2 separate regions of the Lactuca sativa genome follow, and region 1 is linked to region 2. The links are chromatin contacts, called in public Hi-C maps. All regions are on one chromosome and are shown on one strand. Each heading gives the region's core, a stretch centred on a gene start, on an enhancer-like site or on the middle of the called end of the contact. The rest is flanking DNA. Distances are from core to core; before and after follow the strand shown. Region 1 holds the start of LOC111896985 (kinesin-like protein KIN-12B). Region 2 holds the start of LOC111896946 (transcription factor bHLH62).

Evidence for each region. A called contact is a pair of places that touch in the nucleus more often than the background predicts.
Region 1: a Hi-C map of seed shows a contact between it and region 2, with 4 times the contacts expected there. The contact joins the promoter of LOC111896985 here to the promoter of LOC111896946 in region 2. A contact is called at or near these places in 4 of 4 Hi-C or Micro-C datasets (bud, leaf and seed).

What each region holds. Positions count from the first base shown.
Region 1 is chr1:89,244,718-89,248,574 of Lsat_Salinas_v11, forward strand. It overlaps LOC111896985 (kinesin-like protein KIN-12B), which reads right to left and starts at 1,627. Exons shown (of 15, transcript XM_023892961.3): 1 at 1,137-1,627; 2 at 899-1,033; 3 at 723-806; 4 at 512-637; 5 at 351-410; 6 at 132-278; 7 at 1-11. The coding sequence starts at 1,460.
Region 2 is chr1:88,846,740-88,850,549 of Lsat_Salinas_v11, forward strand. LOC111896946 (transcription factor bHLH62) reads left to right here and starts at 2,192. Exons shown (of 8, transcript XM_023892920.2): 1 at 2,192-3,330; 2 at 3,423-3,656; 3 at 3,749-3,810. The coding sequence starts at 2,434.

The sequences.
Region 1 (3,857 bases), core at 377-2,876, 400 kb after region 2:
TTTGACAAACCCTGCATAATTTTTATATTATCAACGAGATTTCTAGAAAATTATATGCTTTCTGAATGTGTTTGACTATTAGTCAAATGCAGAAGATACCATATAAAAGTGATAATTGACAAATCACACACCTTTTTGAGAAGTTCTGTCACATCTTTCATATTGCAAATAGAAGATTCGGTTAAATTTTCAACATAAACACCGGTTTTGGTATCTTCTCTTAAATGAAGGTTTTTTTGTGATGGATTCAGCAAATCAGTAACTTGTTCATTGTATATCTGAAAATAAAATGTTTTGGGATCAGTATGAAGTGAGAACAAACAATCATAAATGATCATATTGATTATTACCTCAAGAAAAGAGCAGCGACACTGATACATAAGTTGTTTGTCAGCATGTTTATCTTGTTCCTACAAGAAATAAGTAAATCATGAGATAAAGTTACATAATTGACCCTGCTTTTTCAAGGTAAGAAGGGGTTGGGACCCATAAAAAAGATGTGTAAAGTTACCTCATTTATGCGAGAAAATAGTCGTTCAAAAACTCTGGGTGTCAAGCCTTGTTCATCGCTAGATGAATTTTCTTCCAACAATGCATTGGTGGGTCCCCATATTGTGAAGGTCTTTCCACTACCAGTCTATGAAAATCAAATGTACAGTGATGAATTAAGACAAATAGGAGCGTTAAAAGCTTATTTCTATGAAGGAAACACGAAATGATACCTGTCCATATGCAAATATAGAACTGTTGAATCCAGCAAGACAATTCTCAACAAGAGGAGCTCCCACAAGCTGGAATATATCTATCTGAAAGAAAAAACCATTTGGCGAGAATATTAGTAAAAAATCTGAGTTTTTTATATAAAAGGAAACTAAATTAACAAGAACAATCCACTTGCCTGAGTTGCGGTTGTGTCTGCTACATGATCAAAAGTAAATTGTTGTCCAAGTATCGACAATGAATCACCAGAAGTCTTCTGAACAATCGTTTCTCCCTCTTCATTTTTACTCTGTGGTCGCACTCTTACAATAACCTAAAGAAAAACTTCAGATTCAGCTGACATTTTGTAAGGCTGCAAACTGTAAACATTTTCCAGCAAAAAAAAAAACACTGGATTAGGGTTTAAAAATGCATACCTTAACCCCTGTATCAGAAGATCCAGAGACACCATTTTCAGGTTGAAACTCAGTACCAAGCTTCCGCTTGAGAGGATTTGATGAAGGAGGTCTCGGTGGGAGCAGGGATTTCAATTTACTAGCAACTGAGGGAGAGGGTTTACCAGTGAAAGAAGGATTATGAGAGGAATCTGGAATGACGTTCGTATTGGAAGGCGGAGCATTTTCCTTGGAAGATTTCTGTTTTCGATTTGAAGATCTATTCTGCTTCATTGAACTAGGGTTTTGTGGTGGCATATCGAAAGAAGTCTCTCTCAATATCGGGCTTCTAGGTGGCTTCTTCATCTTCACAAACCCTAATCCAGTGTGTAGAGAAAAGGATTATCCTACAGAGTAGAGAGGGGGGACTGTAGAGAGAGAATGAGAAAATTAGCCGTTGGAGAGGGTTTTGAAAGAGGAAATAATTTGAAATCGAAATGGGGACGATGGAGTTTCCTCTAACGTTCTTCTGATGACTAAAAATTCAATTTTCACCCTTTAACTTAAAGCAAGTTGCAATTAATACCTTACATCTTTACAATTTAAGGGCGTTTATGGATGTGTTTTTCTTAACCTCGTAAAAACTCAAGATGTTATTTCTCAATAATCAAAAAAGTTCTTATATTATATTTTTATTTATTAAAATCATTTAATATTCTGATTTTGCCAAAATTAATATTACATAGCCATTTCATAGCAATAATTAATTTCATAACCATTTTATTGCAATGTATTTTAATTAAAACTAGGATACATCAATGTGTTTTTATTGAAAATATCTATTAAAACCAATTGAATGATCTCATATAAAACTTATTAATTTTTTTTTTAAAAAACCATAACATAAAATAGTTACGAAGCATTAATTTAATCAAACCTTAGAACATAAAATGGTTTTTAGAGATTTTTTCTTTTTTTTTCTAAAAATAATTATTGTGATGTTCAAACATTAAAAATTAATTCAAAGCATAATTATTCGCACAAAATGATTAACTATAATATATAATTACAAGAACGACCACAAATTATTTAAGAATTATTGTATATGGATATTGACACATGGACTATATGGATATTGACACATCGATCATGTAAAAGAAACACATATCATATAATAACCAATCATTTTTCAAAAATAACAAGTAATTTAAGAAGGTACTACTTGGTGACATATTTGGGGACATATAATAACCAATCATTTTTCAAAAAAAGTTTTGAAGATTTAATATAATTTTCGAAGGTAATACTTGGTGACATATTTTCGAAGGAGACATTTAATAACGGGAAATTGACATTGTAGCACAACTAAGTTTTGGTTTTTTCCCAGACTGGTCACTCAAGTTTTTTTTGGCGCAATTAATCCCTCAACTTTCAAATTATCCGTCAACTACGCCATTTTGACCAAGAATATTAGATGAACCGATTACTTTGCTTACGTGTTAATTAGAAAAACGAATAAAAAGAAAATTGTAGGTCACGATAGCAATTACACATATTTATCAACTTAAATGAGACGAGTTGAGTGTAATTGAGAGGGACTTAAGTTCAACTCGTAGTCTTCATTTTCATTAGCAATACTCCAAAACCTTCGACCAGAGTTGTGGTTTACAATTCCTCCACAGATCAAAGTGAAGTAGGAGGAAGAAGAAGTTATGTCAGCCTCGAACCCCAATGCGATATTTTCGTTAGTTGAACTGAACTTTAAGGGGGTGTTTATTCATCGTCCTTTATTTTACACTAACAGTATGAAATTCATCTTCACAGATCATGATTTTTCCGGTATGACACGCTCAAAATGTATTACTTTTCTCGAACGTTGCATGCAACTACATTGTAAGAAGTTATACTAAAATGAGCCAGGTGATCCCCTTTTGAGTGGCCTTATACCTATCTAGAATGAAATGGAATATGCAGGTTCCATCTTTGATGCATATGGAATTGATGGTCAAATATCCCTTTTATATGGACCATATTGATGATGGAATAGATGATATGTTTGAGTCAGAAGGAGGAGATGATGACCATGACTCTTACATTAGTGGTGGGGATGATGATATAGGTACCCTATGGATGTGATAGTGGATTTTAATGAGGAAATAATTATTATGAATAGGACATGTAATGATGAATTCTTGACTAACTTGTGTTCCCAAGAAGAGGGGGAGCAGGAGGATACCAACTATGATGTAGAAGATGAGGACGGAAGTGAACCCAGAAGTCAAGTTCATGTCATTTTTAATGAGTCAACATACTGGAAGAAACAAAATCTCATACTTGGTATGAGATTTAAAGATCCAGCTCAAGTAAAAACAATGTTGTGCAGCTATGTCGTAGCCAATGCGTACCAATTATGCTTTGTTAAAAAATGATAGGAAAAGTTTGTTGACACATTAAACAGAAAAACATTTAACAGTTAAATGATTAGGGCACATGCAACCTACGAAGGATCTATGTCTTTCACGTAAAGGCAACATACTATGAACTATCATCCTACAAAACTTTTTGTATATGACACCTAATTTATAAGGATGAAAATTTACCTTGATGATTATTGTAGTAAACAATCTTGAATTCCTTCTTCAAAGCTTTTGGTAGCAAGTTGTAGCATCCATAAAATTCAAGAGAATTTTGAACGTTTAAAACCAATCCAGAAATCATCATTGTTTACAAAATAGTTTTCAAAACATGTTTAATATCAGAGTT
Region 2 (3,810 bases), core at 942-3,441:
TCAAAATTCTAAATTTTCTTATTCTAATAAAAGAATAGGTTTATTTACTTATTGACAAGTATCACATTATTAGAATTCCTTATTAATATTATATGTCACATATCATGCCAATTGTCTACTTATTAATTGATTCTTCATTTTAAATTTTCTCACTCTAATTATATTAAGTTAATAACATTAAATTAAAAAATAAAATAAAATTAATACAAATTATAAGGTGATATAAATTCACGTAATTATTTAAATCAACGATTATAATTTTATATAAGTAAAAAATATCTCTTAAGTAATAATTTATTTAAAATAATTGTTTAATAATTTTGATTTTTTAATATAAAAGTTTAATTAATTTTATAACCGTGGTTTTCACGGGTTATAAACTAGTAGGTTTAATAAAACCCTAAACATTTATGATTAAATACAATTTATCCTACATATAAATATAAATTTTATTTTATGATATAAATATAAATATAAATTTTATGATATATATAATTTATGATTAAATATAATTTTCTTTTTTTACATTTAAATTTTGTTATATTAAATGTAAATGTAAACAATCTGATATAATTTATTTGGTTATGATATGTATTTTATTTTATGATTAAATATAATTTGTTTTATGATTAAATTTATATATGAAGTTATTTATCCGGTTTGTTATAGGAAAATTATCAAACGCCGTAATTTTTAGATGTCCAAAACCTACAAAAATACCCATTTGTTTGTATTTTTATTCTTGAAACGGAGGTGATGTGTCATGTGATATTCTTAGCCTAAACTTTTCTTATGAGATTGTGATGGTATTAAAGTTACTAATCAAGAAGAGATGTATTTTATTGATGATTAGCATTGCAACAATTCATGACAAGACCTGTGACCAGCTACGAACCCGACATAAATATAAGGTTTGTCGGAGTGGCTTCAGTCTTCCTCAACAAAACCTGATTTGGACTTGGTGAACACTAGGCCACCAACTCGGCATGACGAGTTGAGTAGCTAAAATCGATAGAAATGTGTCCTCATTCTTCTTCCTCCCCTCTTCCTCCTTTTTTCTTCCTCACTCGGCAGACCGCCCCTCCTCCTCTCCCTCTCTTATTCTCCCGAGCTTCTTCCCCCCATTTTTCTAATGTGGCGTTCGACAGATGCTTTCATGACTTCGCCTAGTCTAAACATGGTTGGGTTGAGTTTTCTGACTAGCCAACCCAGTTATTATGTAGGTCGTTTTTGGGTTTGCAAATAATTTTTCGGGTTGATCCATGAACCCGCTTATTTTATTAGATTAAAAAAGGGGAAATATATGAGTTGAGTGGTCAAACTCGATATAAATGTGTCGAGTCTCATCCTTCTTCCTCACTCGGCTGATCACCCCTCCTATTCTCCGTCTCTTCTTCTTCCGAGCTTCTTCCCCCCATTTTTCTGATGTGGCGTTCGGCAGATGATGCCACGAATCCGCCCAGCCTAAAAAGGGTTGGGTTGAGTTTTCTGACTCACCAACCCATTTATTATACAGATGGTTTTTGGGTTTGCAAATAATTTTTCGGGTTGATCCATGAACCCGCTTATTTTATTAGTTTTAAAAAAAAGTAAAAAATATATGTATTACATAAATTAAAGAGTATGACTAACAAGTACATCCGTAAATTTAGATTTTTTTCCCATGATTTGTGAACTTGAATCTGACTTATGAACACGGATATGACCCCACGAACCTACAAACTCGTATAATTAAATGAGTTATGCAGGTTAACATGTTAAGAATATTCCGAGTTAACTTTGAGCAAGACGACATATATATTTATATAAGTCCGGTTTTAGTTTTTATGACATGTTAACCCGAACACTACATGATTGTCACCCATAATATTTATTGTTGCATTGGACCCAATCAAAACTTTGATTGCTAAATATTTTTTTACAAGTAATGTGTTAGTGTTATATCTCATTAGAAAAAAAATTAAAATGACATGTTGGAGCCACTTAAGATGTCGTATTTATATTGCAAACATTAAAACTTTTTTAATGTTTAGAGCTTTATCGAATATAATTAATCCTTGCATGATTGATAAACAAATCTCAAATATTTTGTTAGCTAGTAATATCATTAACCCTATTATATTTGAATAAAAAAGAAAGTTGAAAGGGACATCTTCTTTATTTTTTTAATCTTTTGTTTATTGCTTCCTCTTCACTTTCCTTCCCCATCTTTTTCCAACTTTCTTCCCCTTTTTTTTCTTTCTGCTTTTCTGTTATTACCCAACTGCTCTCCAACACAACCCCTTTATCTTTCACATACTCGACTTGAGTGACTTCCAAGAACCAACAACATTATTAAGTTTCCAATCTCCCTTTCTTAATTCCCCCAAAATCAGACACCCATTTTGGGATTTTGATAATACCAATCACAAATTCAGATCACTTATTTCAAATATGGAAAAAGATAGCTTCTTTAGCACTGAAGGTAATGGGATTCCACACGCCTGGAATTCAGTCTTCGGAATGGAAATTGAAAGTCAAGTTAGCGAAATGAATTGTAGCTCCGAACAGATTCCCAATTGCTTTTTCAATCGCAATTGGGATAATTCAATGGATCAGAGCGATCCCTTTGAATCTGCCTTGAGTTCCATTGTCTCATCTCCAGTGAATTCGCATCCTGGAATCCCAATTCCGAGTTGTGGAGGTGAGAACGTGGTGCTCAGGGAATTGATTGGTAGATTAGGAAGCATATGTAATTCTGGGGAGATTTCACCTCAGTCTTGTATACAAGGAAACAATAGCGCCAACACGTCATGCTACAATACTCCATTGAATTCGCCACCGAAGCTCAATTTGTCAATAATGGATCATCATCAGATTCAAGGGAATTTGCCAATTCCCAGGAATCATCAATTACCATTGGCCCCTTTCCCTGCAGATCCTGGATTTGTCGAGAGAGCAGCCAGATTCTCTTGCTTTGGTGGGAAGAATTTTGGGGTGAAAGAATCCGAATTCCCCCATATGGTGGAATCAGGAAAATTGTCAAGAGTGTCAAGTAATCAGTCGTTCAAGACTACTGGATCTCAGTTCGTGGGAATTCAAGAAGAAGGAACTGGAACTCCAATTCCGGCTTCTGATAAGAAATTCAGCAGGTTATCCATGTCGTTGACTTCAGAAAACAAGGAATTGGATAATTCCATGGAGGAATCATCCTTATCCGAACAGATCCCTGGTGGGGAAACCGGAATTAAAGGTCAACATACCAGTTCCAATGGCAGAAAGAGAAAGGCAATTCCGAAGGGGAAAGGAAAAGAAACCCAATTCAGCGCTCAATCTACAAAAGACACCACGGTAAATTCATTCAATTCTTCTCTTTCACGACAACCAATTTTGATATTTAAGAAATTCTGTAAATTAAAGACCTTTTTTTTGTTCTGTTTCAGACTGTGGTAGAACAAGAAAAAGAGGAATCAGATGCAAAAAGAAGCAGGTCGGATGAAGAAGGTAATGCTACAGAAAAAGAAAAGGAAAAGGAAAAGGAAAAGGTAGAAGGGAATGGGAATGGGAATCAGAAGCAAACGAAGGAAACAGCAAAACTACCAGAGCCACCGAAGGACTACATTCATGTCCGAGCAAGAAGAGGTCAAGCTACGGATAGTCACAGTCTTGCTGAAAGGGTATGTCAATTCCATTCCATTCGTTTCAATTCCATTCCATTCTTTTCTTTTATGTCATGAAACCAATTGACATTCTATTTTGGAAATTTTAGGTCAGAAGAGAGAAGATAAGTGAGAGGATGAAGTTCCTTCAAGATCTTGTTCCTGGTTGCAA